Linked DNA regions of Mus musculus: region 1 is linked to region 2. The links are chromatin contacts, called in public capture Hi-C maps. All regions are on one chromosome and are shown on one strand. The core of a region is the stretch at or near the end of the contact, and the rest is flanking DNA. Distances in the headings are between cores, read along the strand shown.

Region 1 (6,989 bases), core at 273-2,772, 560 kb after region 2:
TCGATGAAGCCCCTGCTTCTACAGCACCTAGCCGGTTGGATGGGGCAGAGAGTGCCAAATTATTGGGAGAGCACAAGGATTCCCCAAGGCTTTCCCAATACCAACTCTTTTTCTAAGGAGATGGGATTTGGTTCCTAAGTTCTACCACAGAAGATACCAAGATTTAGGGTTTTATCAACAGAAGCGTGGATATTTGTACTTTTTAATACTTGAACACCATCATACGCATAGAAAGTTGGAAAATAAATGTAGTCACTTAGATGAGGGGGTCATAGAATTTTAGAGATGGGTTTTTGAACATTTTAAATAGCATGTTAGTGTGAATGTGTAATCAGGTATTGCCTACCCAGAGGTAGCCAGTGGCTATGAGATGAAGGACAGGCTCAAGGCGTGAAGAAGACAGGGATTAGAGAGCAGCCAAAGGCAATGAACGCAGAATGACTGGGTCACTTGTGATGCCTGTGGGACCATGTCAGAGAAGAAAGCCACCACCAGCATGAAGGTGGGCATGTGGGAGTGTTGGACCAGGTATGCCAGAGATTATGTTCCCACACTCACAACTTCAAGTCCCTAATTCCTGGAAAAGGGGACTGTAAAGGAAGACATGGATCAGCAAGCATTGTAAGTTCCCTGTGTGGGGAAGGATATATAACTCAACAATCAAACAATGTAACTCAACAGTCATTCTTGTCATTTATATTTATCATTCATTCATCAGTGAATTGTTAAGCTCTTACTATGTATGGGACATTATTCTTACAAGAGAATAAAAGAGTTATAAAGTGGTATCTGTCTTTGAGAATCTTTCATTTTAATGTATGAGGTAGATAATAAACCCTCAAACACATATACTCCTACTATTACTATTTTAACCAGTAATAATAATGACTAATACCCATATGACAGTCTTAATTGCACAATAGGTAATATATCCTATTCAAGGTACCATGTCCTAGGTAGCAGGCTATCTGATAAGAAGTAAAGGCCAGCAGATGCTGTATAGATAATAAAGGCCATTGGATGTTATGGAAACATTTTGCCAATGACGATGCTGTATAATTCAAAGTAGCAATACAGTTTTTGGAAGCTGAACTCTTAGATGTAAGTAAGTTACACTATTTATATTGGAACTCAGATATTCTCTCTTTCAAACAGGGATAATAAAGTTAGTTACATAGGTTTGTATAATCATAAAGTCAGATCACATTCCATAATGTGTGATATCTCACATAGTCCCGGCATATAGTAAATGTCAAAATCAAACACTAAGATGTGAAGCTCAGTGATAGCAAAAAAGAAAATTTGCTTGTGGCTGGATGTTTCTAGGAGAAGAAAGAACTTTCTTCAAGGATCTAGTGATCCAGACCGAGGAGGAGTATAAAGGAGACAGAGCCTTCCAAGGGAAGCTACTGCTAAGAAATCGCCATTTCCAATAGAAGAGGCAGAGGCAGTCCAGTCCATTCAGTCCCGCCCCAGGGGAGCGCAGGAGGTCAGACCATTCAGTCCCGCAAGTCCTGGAGCTCAGGGCTGGAAGGTAGAGAGGGGGCCAGACCACATCCAGCTGGTTGATTCTGGGTTCACCTGGCAGTGGACAGCAGGCTCTTTATACAGAGGTAAAGAGGAGGACTTGGCCTTCCTTTGTGTTTGTAAAGCCTCATAATCCTCTCTTGTGCTCTCTGCAGACTCACTCCATCCAGCAGGAACCGAGATGAGATGTCCTACTACTGTAAAATGAAAAAAAAAAAGTGTTCACAATGTGGGTTTTATTTTCTTTTTCCTACAATCATGTTCTAGGTTTATCAACAGTTCAGCTTCATGATGAACAATCCAAACTGGGCCAAGTTGATGTGAAGGCTAGCTCTAAGGGCATGGTTTTGTTGATTATTTGGTGTAGGAGAAAAACATGGGTTTCATAATGGCAGGATAATAAGAATTACCATCATCATCATCATCATTATTGTCAAAAAAGGGACCTTCAGAACCTTGACCTTTTCTCAAAGAGAAAGTAAAAGTTTGTTAATGCAGAACCAGGGCGTATGTGGGAAGGACCGGTAGTGGTCATGGCTGGAAAATAAAGGCAAATGGAGTTTGTGCTAGATTTAGCAAATACTGTCTTCTATCATTTTTAGAAATTCATTTAGCCTGTTAGGTAGCCTCCTGAAAACGGTAACTGGGGATAATTGGGGTCATAATACCAGTAGATTAGACTGTGATATCTTTGTCAGTGCTGACCTCTAACTCATACAGGTCATTTAATCAAGAGAAGATGAGTTAATGGTGTAACTTTATGGAGGTGGGCGGCAGACCTCAATGTAAAATTTATATTATAATGTATATGCAAATTTAACACATCTGATACTCCTAATAAAAAATGTTTAGAGAGAACTACTCTTTCAGTATATTCTTGTTATAGTTTAGTACATGTGAGAAACATACAGGGAAGTCCTGGGGAAATGCAGGGCCCATGTATCGTTATAATTAAGGCCCATTTATCATGATAAGTATCCACATGTTTCATGTGAAATCTTCCATTAAATACCAGAAAGATGATTAATAGTCGGAACCATTAATGTGGCAACTTGGATTCTGTCCTTATTCTGCAAGATACCCAGTGACTACTATGGATCTTTCTAAATGACATGAAACTAGAACTCCCAGTTGTCATCTTGGGTTTTGTATTTTCACTAGGCTTAGTTAAAATGCTTGATCCATTTTAGTTAATCAGACTTTCAGAGATAACATTGTATGGTACCCGTCATGGCTGATGCTTACAAGTTGCATTGCATAGCCTTAAATATAACAAGTACTTAATATAACTGAGTAGGTAGATGCTCAGTAAATATGCGTGTCTGTCAACAGACCACCTCAGTGTAGTCAGCACTCTCCTGTTTTATTAGAAGTCCCTGTGCTTTGACCTATAATCGATGGAGAACCAGGAACCTATAATTGATGGAGAATCAACATTTGATAGCGCTCTAAAGCATGGGCCTGTCAGCAGGGTTACAAGAGGCTCTGAATAGAAAACACACAGAGAGAAGATGGCTACATTTAAAGAAAAAGGGGGGGCTTCAGAGCCACTTATCAGTGCACTTTGAAATTGGGATACAGAGGAGATTGCTTCCCAGACACACTTCAGAATCTCTCAGCAGATGTCTTAGTCAGGGTTTCTATTACTGCAACAAAGTACCAGGACCAAAAAGCAAGTTGGGGAGGAAAGGATTTATTCAGCTCACACTTCCAGATCATAGTCCATCACTGGAGGAAGTCAGGACAGGAACTTAAGCAGGGCAGGATACTGAGGCAGGAGCTGACACAGAAGCCATGGAGGGATGCTGCTTACTGGCTTGCTTCCCATGCCTTGCTCAGCCTGCTTCCTTATAGAACCCAGGACCACCAGCCCAGGGATGGCACCACCATGGCCAAGGACCTCCCCCATGGATCACTAATTGAGAAAATGCCTTATAGATGGATCTCATGGAGGCATTTCCTCAACTGAGGCTCCTTCCTCTCTGATGACTCTAACTTGTGTCAAGTTGACACAGAAAGCCAGCCAGTACAGTAGGACAGAGGGACATGCATGCAGCATTTGAGCGGAGATTATCACCTCTTCAACACTGAATAGTTTAACAATGGTTTTTCAATGTTTTTGATATGGCTGAAGTAAATCAAAGCATCTTTCCCTATTTTGAAAGTGTCAAAATATTTGAATAACTGTGTCCTTCTAAAACAGCATAATGTGAGTCTGGGTATTTAACAACAACAACAACAACAAAAATCTCTTATCTGAAAGAGTTCTATCGTAAATTGAAAAAACACCATTTTGGCTTGGAAGAGTCACCTCAGCCTATAGTTACTCAGTACTTGGTACAGTTGACTCTGAGCCATTTTATGGTTGTTGTTAAATACATGAAGAAATTTAATGAGCTATAAAAAGCAGGAGAGTCTTCATTCCTTTGGGTTTGGGGGAGAATAAAAACACACACAATCTCTTTCATTTCTTTTATGTATTAAAACCCACCTTCTCTGACATCAATATCACTTTAGCTGACTCTGTTGCTGCAAATCATGTTCTCTCCACCTTCGTCAAGGTCATACCAGGCACGATGACCCTGTACACAGCATAGAATGCCTCCCTAGGGTCTTCTTCCTATCCCACTGTGATGGAAAGTGTGTCCTGAAAGTTCACATACCGAAGTCTTAGTTCTCATCTCATGGTTTTTTTTTTTTTTTTTTTTTTGTGAGATGACTGGATCCAGAGGGTGCTAACTTTAGCCACAGGTTAGGCCCTGGCCAGTCACCTTTAGCTGGATGGCTATTAGAAGGTACCATCCAGTTGCAGGAAGGAGGTCAATGGGTGTCTGCCTTTGAAGGGTGTACTTTGTTCCTGACTCTTGGTCTTCCTGCTTCCTGCCTGCTGTGAGTGAAGCAGCTTTCCTGCCTCCCCCAGCACGATGTATCACGTTTCTTCCTTACTATAGACTTCAACTCAAAGGAGCCAGCCAGTGTATAATGAAGGCCATGAGACCATTATCCAAGGTAATCTTTCTTCCTTCAAGGTGTCTTCTCAAGCATTTCGTCATGGCAACAACATCTTACTTGTGCATCCTTGTGCTGAATGATGGCTCTGTGATACACTAACAGAATTCCTAGCTTCACTTCCATGCCCAGGCCTTGATCAGCACCCTACCCACCACTGTTTGACTTTCTGTTCTTAGTGCTGTGATGGAGCAGCTGACAAAATAACTTAAAAAGCATCATGCTTGCTTGGGTTTATGCTTTAAGAAGTGATACAGGGAGCTAGAGAGATATCTCCATGGTTAAGACCATGTGCTACTCTTTCAGAGGACCTGAGTTCAGTTTCTAGCATCCACATCATGTGGCTCGCAACTTCCTATAACTTCACCTCCAGGTATCCAACGCCTCTGGCCTCTGCAGACACCAGCACTGAGGAGTGCATGCCCAAACACACACACACTGCTAAAAATAACTTAAGTAAAGACTTTTTGAAAAATAAATGGTATAGTCAGTCTATCATAGCAGAGAAGGCATACAGGCCATGAGTATGAGCTGGTTGGTCATATTTTATACGTAGTTAGGAGGCAGAGAGAAAGAGGAATACCTCCTTTTTAAAATTTCAGTTTAGAACCATAGTATATGGTTTACACTCAGGATAGATCTTTTCTCCTCAGTCAAACCTCTCTGCAAACACTCTTGGAGGCATATCCAGAGTCCCACTTCCTGGTGATTTACAAGTCCAGCCATGTAAACCATGAAGATTTGCCATTATACCCACATACTATAGTTGATCTCTTCCTTTCAATTTCACTGTGAGTTTCAGCTCCTTGTGTTGGTTGTACAAGTTCTCATAGGTTGAGTTGGTCACTCTCGTTCAATGTTTTCAATCTAAGCCTTCAGACCCAGTCTTCTAGGTCTCAAACCAAATGCAAAAGTTGTGTGAACTTAAGACCCAGACCAGTTCCTGCCACTCAGCTGATGACGAAGTGGCCTAGACACCCAGCATGCCTTAGGTGCAGGTATAACGGACTGAGATGTTCCTTCTGGAAGCTTCTCCATGCCTCCTTAGAAAGACACAGAGCTTGAGATTTCAGACTTCTGATCCCTGATTAGTGAGTTGAAAAGACAAGGAAAGCCCCAGCTTCAGCAAAGTTTCCCAGGATGTCATGGCATTCATTGCTGCTCCACAGTGAATAGCTGAACACAGACCATAGACCGGGATCTGAGCTTTTCAACCAGAGGACGGTTAAGTCTCCATACTGGCATTCAGAAACACACTGGTAAATAGAGCCACCCTGGCCTTTCCTTATTGATAGGAATGTCAATAGTTTTCAGGTCTGAGGGAGGGTTTAGCCTCGGTTGTTCACACTGGGAGGAAATGGAGCCAGCCCTAGCCAGTGACATGTGTAGAAAGAGGTCTAGACTGGAATCTAGAGCCCAGAAGGCCTGCTGTGGCCTTTTGCAGTCCTTGTTTACAGTGTTTTCCTGATCACTGTTTCAGTGCTCACTGTAGCTCTGAGGCTCTCTAGAGACTGGGGGAAGGATAAATCACAAGGCACTCCATGGACAACAGTGGGGAGCTGGGCCCCAGTGCCGTACTTCCAGGAGTTCCAAGAGTTGGAGAAATTTGCTTAAGCTATCTTCATTTCCTCCTTGTAAATTCGGATGGCGGCACTCCAAAACCATTCCCTGGAAAGGGAGTTATTGTGTGGCTGGGAACATGGCCTTAAATCGACTAGACAGAGTTCCCATTCCCATCTAGTAAGTTCTAGGTGGGGAAAAGACAACTCATAATAGATTCATGTCACAACCCATGATGAAAAATGAAGTACAGCAAGAGAATAAAGAGCTCCACAGAACAGCTTGATAGAGCAGAACAATCATCGCTCAGCAGATAACACTAGATCAGACACCAAGAGAAGAGGTGAGGAGGCTGCACATGTTAACTGAAAGTGTTGCTACAGGAGAAACAGAAAGTGCAGAGGTCCTGAGGCTGGAGAATGCCTGGAAAGACAACAGCACCTTCTTAATGAACAGAATTCTCTCAATGTCAGTTAACTTGTGCATTTTAATACTGTAAGTGCAGCCTGATCGAGAATGCCTGAGTAACGTCAGTTATTAGTATGATAAAATTGCTTCATCTATGCCGGCCCAACACCAGCATCTTCTTAAAGCCCTGGAACACTGCCATCTGCTGAATGCAGGTTGGGACGTAGTGTTGCGGCCGCCAGCAGCTCGCAACGTGAACGGTTCGACTGAGAAGGCCGCTCGAGCTGTAAGAGAGGAATCTAGACGGGGCAAAAGAAGAAACGGAGCTAAGGCAATTTTATACTGATCAAAGCTCAAATTTTATTGTTGCGACACCAGTTATGAAGGAAGGGGGAGGGGACCCGATTCCCGCCGAATAATCTCTGGTCTAGTAGAAAGGTGCACGGGTGTGGCTCCGCAGGTTCCAGCAGTGGGCGTGGCAGAAC
Region 2 (7,259 bases), core at 1,540-4,039:
ACATATATATTTGCATTTGGAGGATTGAATTCTTTATAGAAAGTGAATCATTTCAGATGTTCAGAAAAGTTACAGAATTGTTCAGGGAACTTACCACATACTTTATACTCTCGTGCACTAAGCCATTCCTAGTGATGATGCTGTGAGACCTTCTTCTTCCCAGTCAGACTTTGGCCTTGCCTGAAGTGTTTGAGACCAGCAATGTTGCAGCCAGTTGCATACACATAGTGATCGGGTGTAGAAGATCTTAAGTCTACACATGTTATTTATTCGTGTTTCATATACACCTTATATTCAGTCTTAAAGCAACCTTACAGTATTTTTAGTGTACTTGTTTTTATGGAAACCTATTCATGAAGTCATATATAGAATTTCCCACATACTTTATTGTATGAGTTTTCAAAAAGTGCTGGATTTTGGAGCATTTTGATTTCCATGTGAGGATGATTCCCCATTAATAATTGTGACCTGTTATTAAGAATTTACCAGGCTGGAGAGATGGCTCAGCAGTTAAGAGCACTGACTGCTCTTCTGAAGGTCCTGAGTTCAAATCCTAGCAAACACATGGTGCTCACAAACATCCGTAATGAGGTCTGACACCCTCTTCTGGGGTGTCTGCAGACAGCTACAGTGTACTTACATATAATAAATAAATAAATCTTAAAAAAAAAACACCAAAGAACTTTCCATTCATAAAAAGAATTATTATTATTATTATTATTATTTACCTTAGTCTGTCTCCTGAGTTAACAGTCCAAATATGACTTCTTGGGCAATTATTTCTAGTGGTTTAAATTCTGAGCTACTAGCCACTAGTGACAAGGTCCACCAAACTACATACCATCTATACTTAATTAATTTACAATGCTTGCTTATATCTAAGGCTTTTAAAAGTATTTACCCCTTTTCAGATGTTTATTGCAGTCTGGAGGCAAGATCTTCCCACAGTATGTGCTGATGTTTGGGATGCTTGTGGAGTCCCAGACGCTGGTAGAAGAGAGTGCGGTTCAAGGGACAGAACATACTCTTGGGCTAAACATAGCACCTTTTATTAACCAGTTTCAGGTAAGTGTCTAGAGAACTGTGCAGCCAGGATGTCAGTATCTCCCGGGGTCTTTGTCTCTTCTTTTGAGTTTTTACCTAGTTAGCAGGTTTAGTTGGATAAGAAGGGCTGTCAGTTTCCTGGAGCAAAGGAACTGGTCAGGGAGGAAATCAACCTGAGGGTTAGGATAACCAAGGGCTTCTGTTGTGAATACGGACGAAAGTTAATAGAGTTTGCTCTGCATCGCTGTCATAGAATAAAAGAACAACAAGAGGTTTTAGGCATGCAGTAAACAGTTGTACTTTTGTAACAAAGAAGCATCCAGAAGACTGTATCCGAAGCTTGAATTTCTGTATTGAAGCTTCAGATCGGCTACTGATTGGCATGGGCAGCTGGAGTCCAGGTCTGGGCCACCTGTCTGCATAGCAGGGGTGGGTGGGGCTCAAGAGGGAAGGTTAGTACCAGTTTAAGAAACAAGGAGTCGCTGGGATTTAGAAAGAGAGTGACACCCACACAGATGCACATGTGTGTGCATAAGGTGTGTCTAGATAGAGTGCCCAGGGAAGCCACGTGGGGTTCAAGATGGATGAAGTGGGATGTTGAGTACAAAGTCAGAGAAATGATGTCTAAAGGCTCCAACTAGTCAGCTCTTGAGGATGCCCGAAGTCTTCCTTGACTACTTAAGGAATAAATTATTTAACTACTCTTTTTGGGGGTTGGGGGTGTGGCTAACCAAGGTTTTAGAGTTAGTTTAATATCTCTCTCTTGTGATCTTCACAAGGTAGAGATGTTTAAGCTGTTTCTGTGCATGGTCCCAAACTGCCACCCATCTTTCTATTGTAATGTTTTAAAAGGATTATTTTCTTACTTTAGTGTGTGAGTGTTTGTTTGTATGCATGTGTATCTTGTGAGTGCATTGCTCATGTAGTCTAGAGGAGATAAGATCTGGAACTAGAATTACAGATGGTTGTGAGCCACCCTGGCATCTATCTGCCAGAGCGGTAACCACTCTTAACTGCTAGGACATCTCTCCAATCCCTATCTTTCTATTTTATTCCCACTTGATCCCGACTCCAGCAGCTCTTAATTCTGTCAGGGTCTACAAGATGCTGGTCCTGTTGCCCTTTCACAGTGTCTCCCTCTCATGACCACTGTGCCCTTGTGGTCTGTGTGGTTTTCATCTAATGTAACTGGGATAATGCACTCCATCCCTCAGTGTTCTTGAACGAGCATGCCTGGGTTAAGCCCCACCCACTGTGTTTCTACAGAACATACATAACACCATACAGTTGGCCCGTTTATCATGGTCACTTGACCACTTATGTAAAGACAGTCCTTAACCTTCCTTAGCAGTTTTGTACTTTAGAGTCTATTTACCCCATTGCCTTAGTATTGTCTCCTCTCTTAGGATGATTGACCACTAGAAAACTGTGTCGATCAATGAAACAGAATCAGAGGTTGTTAAAAGAATATAATACACTAACAACTATTCCTCTCCTTCAGGATCAGGGCTTAGACAGGGACTACAGACTCCTCAGCCAACTCCTCAGCTGTTCCTTGGCAGAAAGAGGGCAAGACCTCTAACTCCAGCATTAACACTATATAGTCAGATACCTCCTTGCCCTTAACACCTAGGATGCCATTTCTGATTCCAGAGATGGAATTAAATGACTCCACACCCTAGATAGATAGCTGCCCAGTATGAGAATCTCTGACATGGTGTGGGACATGCCCCATGGGGTAAATCAGGATCCTTAGGCAGCATCACAGGGGGCTGGGCGTGGAATGATGTAACAACCTGCGTTGAAAAGTCTCTTTGGTGACTGTTAGGAATAAAACATTTGTGAGGCCAGTCAGAGACATCCATAACAGTCAATGAGACTTAGACTGGCTTAGACTGGCTTAGACTGGCTTAGACTGGCTTAGACCGGCTTAGACTGGACCTGGGGCCAAGTGAGCTTCTGCATAGATTTTAAAGGTGGGAGTTTTATAGATTGGATGTAGAATATGAGAAAGGACCAGGAAGGCTAGTTACCATTTTTTAATGTAGGGAAACAGTGGAGTGGTAAGCTGTATTGTGTATATAAGAGGTGTCAGAGGGGGTCATTGAGCAGCTGGATAAGGAGGATTCAAAGAAAACTAGGCTAAGCATGTAAAGTTGGCAGTCAGTATCATGGATGTCATTAAAACCATAGAGTGGACGGCACACTAGCGGTGTGCAAAGAAAGGCTTGAGAACTGAATATAGAGAGCTTGCAAGGTGCTAAGCTTTAGTGTAATAGCAGCAGGGGAGGCTAGGAGGTTAAGCTGAGAAAAGTGGAGACAGGCAGTACGATGCAGGAGAGCTGTGAGCATCTCAGTCCCAGGCAGGGAGAAGTGGGAATGAGGGTCTCAGGGCCTGGCCTAAGAGAACAGGAGTCCACGGCACAGTCCAGGGAAGATTGGAGTGCCTGGGAGAGGTTGGTGAATCCGGCCACTCATGAAGACTGAGCTCAGCCTCTCCCAGAAAGGAAAGCACCCTCTGAGCAGCACCATCTTCTTAGTTCATACAAGGAACAGGCTTCAGAATCCTGGGCCTGGCTACAAACTGCCATGGGTGAGCCCTGAGCAGCTTCCCCAGCGACTTGAATTTGTAGGCAAGATTTTGAAAGAACCACAGCTTTGTAGAGAAGAGATCATTTTTCTGAGTGAATCTGTTCAGATGAAATTTTGTTTGTTTGTGACAAGATCTCATTGGTTAGACTTGGCTATTCTGGAACTCACTGTTAGACCAAGCTGGCCTCTCACAGAGCTATCTTGGCCTCTGACTCTGGTATTTAGGGCATGAGCCACCATGCCTGGCTGAATTTGGTGTCTCTGATCAAATACAGTAAATACTAAATGTTACATTGTTTGCTTGTTAGTATACATGTTCTAGGTATAAATGTTTTTGGAATGGTTTGGCCACTTGAAAGTGTAGTGTGTTTCCTTCCAAGAAAAAAGCCTGTAAGTAACAAAGCACACCAAGGTGCTGAACCTGCCTACAAACCTAGCTTTTCATGCCTTAGGACTGATGCGCAAAATACCGAGGCATAGGAAGCATTGTCAGAGGAGCTGATGGAGTGCAGAGGAAGTGCTGACTGCGAAATGATCTAAGTGAAAGTGGGCTCTCTTTTTAGGTGCCTATCCGGGTATGTCTGGATTTATCTTCTTTGCCATGTGTCCCTTTAAGCCAACCAGTGGAGCTGTTGAGGTTGGATCTGATGACTCCATATTTGAACACTTCCAATAAAGAAGTAAAGGTAAGGACAGCTACAAATGATCACTCTTGTCATTTCAAGACATTTACCTTAAACGGAAGGTACTATCTTTATTTACACGGGCTATCATTTCCTTTGAAGAGTTAAATCTTATTCTAAACAACATGCAAACATAGACTAGATAAATATTAGTGTTTAAAATTAGTTACAATTAAATTAGAATGAGGAGTTAAATATATATTTAGTTTCTGTATTCATATTGATTAGAAAGGAAAAAAAAAAGACCTAACTTTCCTTGATGGAATGTTCAAAATTTACTTTCGACAGGTCCGTGTGTGCAGGTCTGGTCGAGTGACCGCTGTTCCATTTTGGTTTCATCTGTGCCTGGATGACGAGGTGAGGCTGGACACCTCAGGTGAAGCCTCCCACTGGAAACAAGCTGCAGTTGTTCTGGATAATCCCATCCAAGTACAAGCGGGAGAGGAGCTTGTGCTCAGCGTTGAGCATCACAAAAGCAACGTCAGCATCGCAGTGAAGCCGTGAGATTGTCATCGAACAATGAATGTGTGAAAATCCCTGGAGTCATCAAAAATGTTTAAGGGTTGCAATAATAAAGCCCATGTTAAAAGTCTTAAAGTGTATGTAACATTATTTTTAAAATGTAGACTTTGCTTTCTAGACAAGGAGCTATCTTTTGTTTCTTTAGATTGGGAAGCCATTGTGCTGGGATTTTGTTGAGACTTTGTAGTGATTTACAAGGTGTCTGCCTCGTGGTCATCTCAGTTAAGCCAATGGTTAAGGTTTCCAGGTCTCGGCTTATAACGGGGCAATGTGTAAAAGTCTGCAGCAGCGGCTCTGAACCAGAGCCTGCTTCTGTTAGGTACTGGGAGTATTAACGAATGAAGGGCGTAGGGAGAAGTGTCCTCAGGAGGCAATGTTTCCTTCTCTACTTTGGCAAAAAGAAAGTTAAACATCAGTGGCAAACAAAAGCTTAAAAATGCCAAAGCAGAATTTGTGTAAGTTCAAATTTTGATTTGAATGCCCTGTTGCAAAGCTTTGTACCCATTTTTTAAAAATTAATTTATTTTATGTCTATGAGTACACTGTAGCTATCTTCAGACATGCCAGAAGAGGGCATCAGATCCCATTACAGATGGTTGTGAACCACCATGTGGTTGCTGGGAATTGAACTCAGGATCTCTAGAAGAGCAGCCTATGCTCTAAACCACTGAGCCATCTCCCCAGTCCAGGAGCCTATTTTCAATTGTTGATATTATTTTCTGAGTGATCTAGCACATTTCAGAAAGTCCTTGCCCTTGTGTGCATCTCTGTCCCTGTCTTCCTCTCTGTCTCTGTCCCTATCTCCTCTCTCTTCTCCTCTCCTCGCCTTTCTTCCTGGGTTCCGTCCTCCCTACATTTATTTATGGACAGGGCCTTATGTATCCCAGGCTGGTCTCAAATTAGTATCTGAGGATAATCTTTAATTTCTGAATCTCCTATCTATTTCCTCAATGCTGACATTACATTTTATGTGTAAACTGCTGGGGACCAACCTCCGAGCTTTGGACATGCTAGTCAAACATTTTGGTAAGCTGTGTCCCCATGCCTTGTTTATCTACTCAGAATCAACTCAGCTTCACTCAATCTTTTCTGTTTCATTCATGTCTGCCTCCATCTTAATAATCTCGTTTCAACCACTGTTTTGGGTCTGACTTGTTCTTAGTTCTCCAAGACTCTAAGGTGAGACGTCACTTATTTGAGAACCTCTGTTTGGTTTGTTTGTTTTTACTGTGGGCATGTTTGCCTACAACTTTCCTCTTGGGAATGCTTTTGCCAGGCCTCATAGGTGTCCGTATGGTCTGTTTGCCTTTTGCTTTGAGTCTTGAGTTTGTATTGCCTTCTTGATCTCTTCACTGACTGTGCGCTGTTCAATGGTGTGCTGTTGAATTCCCCCAAGCTTGCATGCTCTGTAGTCCCTCTTGCTATTGACTTCTAGCAGTGTGATCACAATAAGAGAAGTTATTTCAAATCCCTCATGTTTGCTAAGGCTTATGTCGGGCTACAGGGTTTATTCTGGACCTTTCAGAGTCAGTTCTGCAGGTTGCTGAGAAGTCTATTCAGAAGGGTTTGGGTGGACTGTCCTGTACCGTCCATATGGTCTATTGATATATGATGTCATTTAGCTGAGGGACTTACTTTTTGTCAAGATGATCTGCTAGTGACAATGGAATATTGAAATCACTTACTGTGTTTTGGGATTAATTTGTGACTTTTTATTTGACTTATAACTTTGATTTGTGGGCTGGATAGATGGCACAGCGGTTAGAAGCACTGCCTGCTCATTCAGAGGTCCTGAATTCAGTTCCTAGCAACCACATGGTGGCTCACAACCATTTGTAATGGGATCCAATGCCCTCTTCTGATATGTCTGAAGACAGCTACAGTGTACTCATATACATAAAATAAATAATTTTTTAAAAGCCAATCTATTTTTTTTTAATTATTTGCATGTGGTTTGTGTAAGGAGAACCTGTATGTGCTACTTTGCATACATTTATGCATACATGTTGAACCCTGAGGTTGATATGGTGTCTTTCTCAGTCACTCACTCTTGTTAATTGAAGTATGTTCTCTTTCCGAAGTCAGCGAGTACCAAGAACAGTAACTCTATCTGGCCACATTGCCTTGGGGATCCTGGCTGCCTCCAGAATGCTGGCATCTCAGGCAACCACAGCTGCCTGGCTTGGATGTTGGTACTGGAGTTCTGTATTCCAGTCCTGCTACTTGTGTGCAAGCTCTGCTGCCGAGCCATTGTTCTATCCGGTTCTCTGACTTTCCATTGAGCAGTTTTTGTTTTTTGAAATAGGTTCATAGAAATTCAGAATTGTTATGTCCTCTTGATAGATTGTCACCTTAGATAAAATGACTTCTCTAAGGCCTTTTGTCTGGCTCTGCCATGTATTAGAACAGTGACACTTT

Evidence for each region. Capture Hi-C pulls out chosen DNA fragments and counts their contacts.
Region 1: a contact with region 2 is called in a capture Hi-C map of embryonic stem cells, with 4 times the contacts expected there. The contact joins two enhancer-like sites. A contact is called at or near these places in 1 of 15 datasets of contacts at CTCF or cohesin (stem cell-derived epiblast-like cells), 1 of 115 datasets of contacts at active chromatin or transcription factors (embryonic stem cells) and 1 of 9 other capture datasets (embryonic stem cells).

Annotation. Positions count from the first base shown.
Region 1 is chr8:78,133,024-78,140,012 of GRCm38.p6, forward strand. No RefSeq gene overlaps it. Among named protein-coding and RNA genes, the nearest start is that of Gm6360, 64 kb to the left of the region's middle. Within about 2 kb of position 1,523, at least 4 of the 459 cell types and tissues checked have an H3K27ac peak or open chromatin away from gene starts, as enhancers often do. A contact at or near this core is called in embryonic stem cells, where this site is marked.
Region 2 is chr8:77,576,427-77,583,685 of GRCm38.p6, forward strand. It overlaps Prmt9 (protein arginine methyltransferase 9), which reads left to right. Exons shown (of 12, transcript NM_001081240.3): 10 at 912-1,065; 11 at 4,200-4,322; 12 at 4,608-4,912. The coding sequence ends at 4,823. Among named protein-coding and RNA genes, the nearest start is that of Tmem184c, 31 kb to the right of the region's middle. Within about 2 kb of position 2,790, at least 11 of the 459 cell types and tissues checked have an H3K27ac peak or open chromatin away from gene starts, as enhancers often do. A contact at or near this core is called in embryonic stem cells, where this site is marked.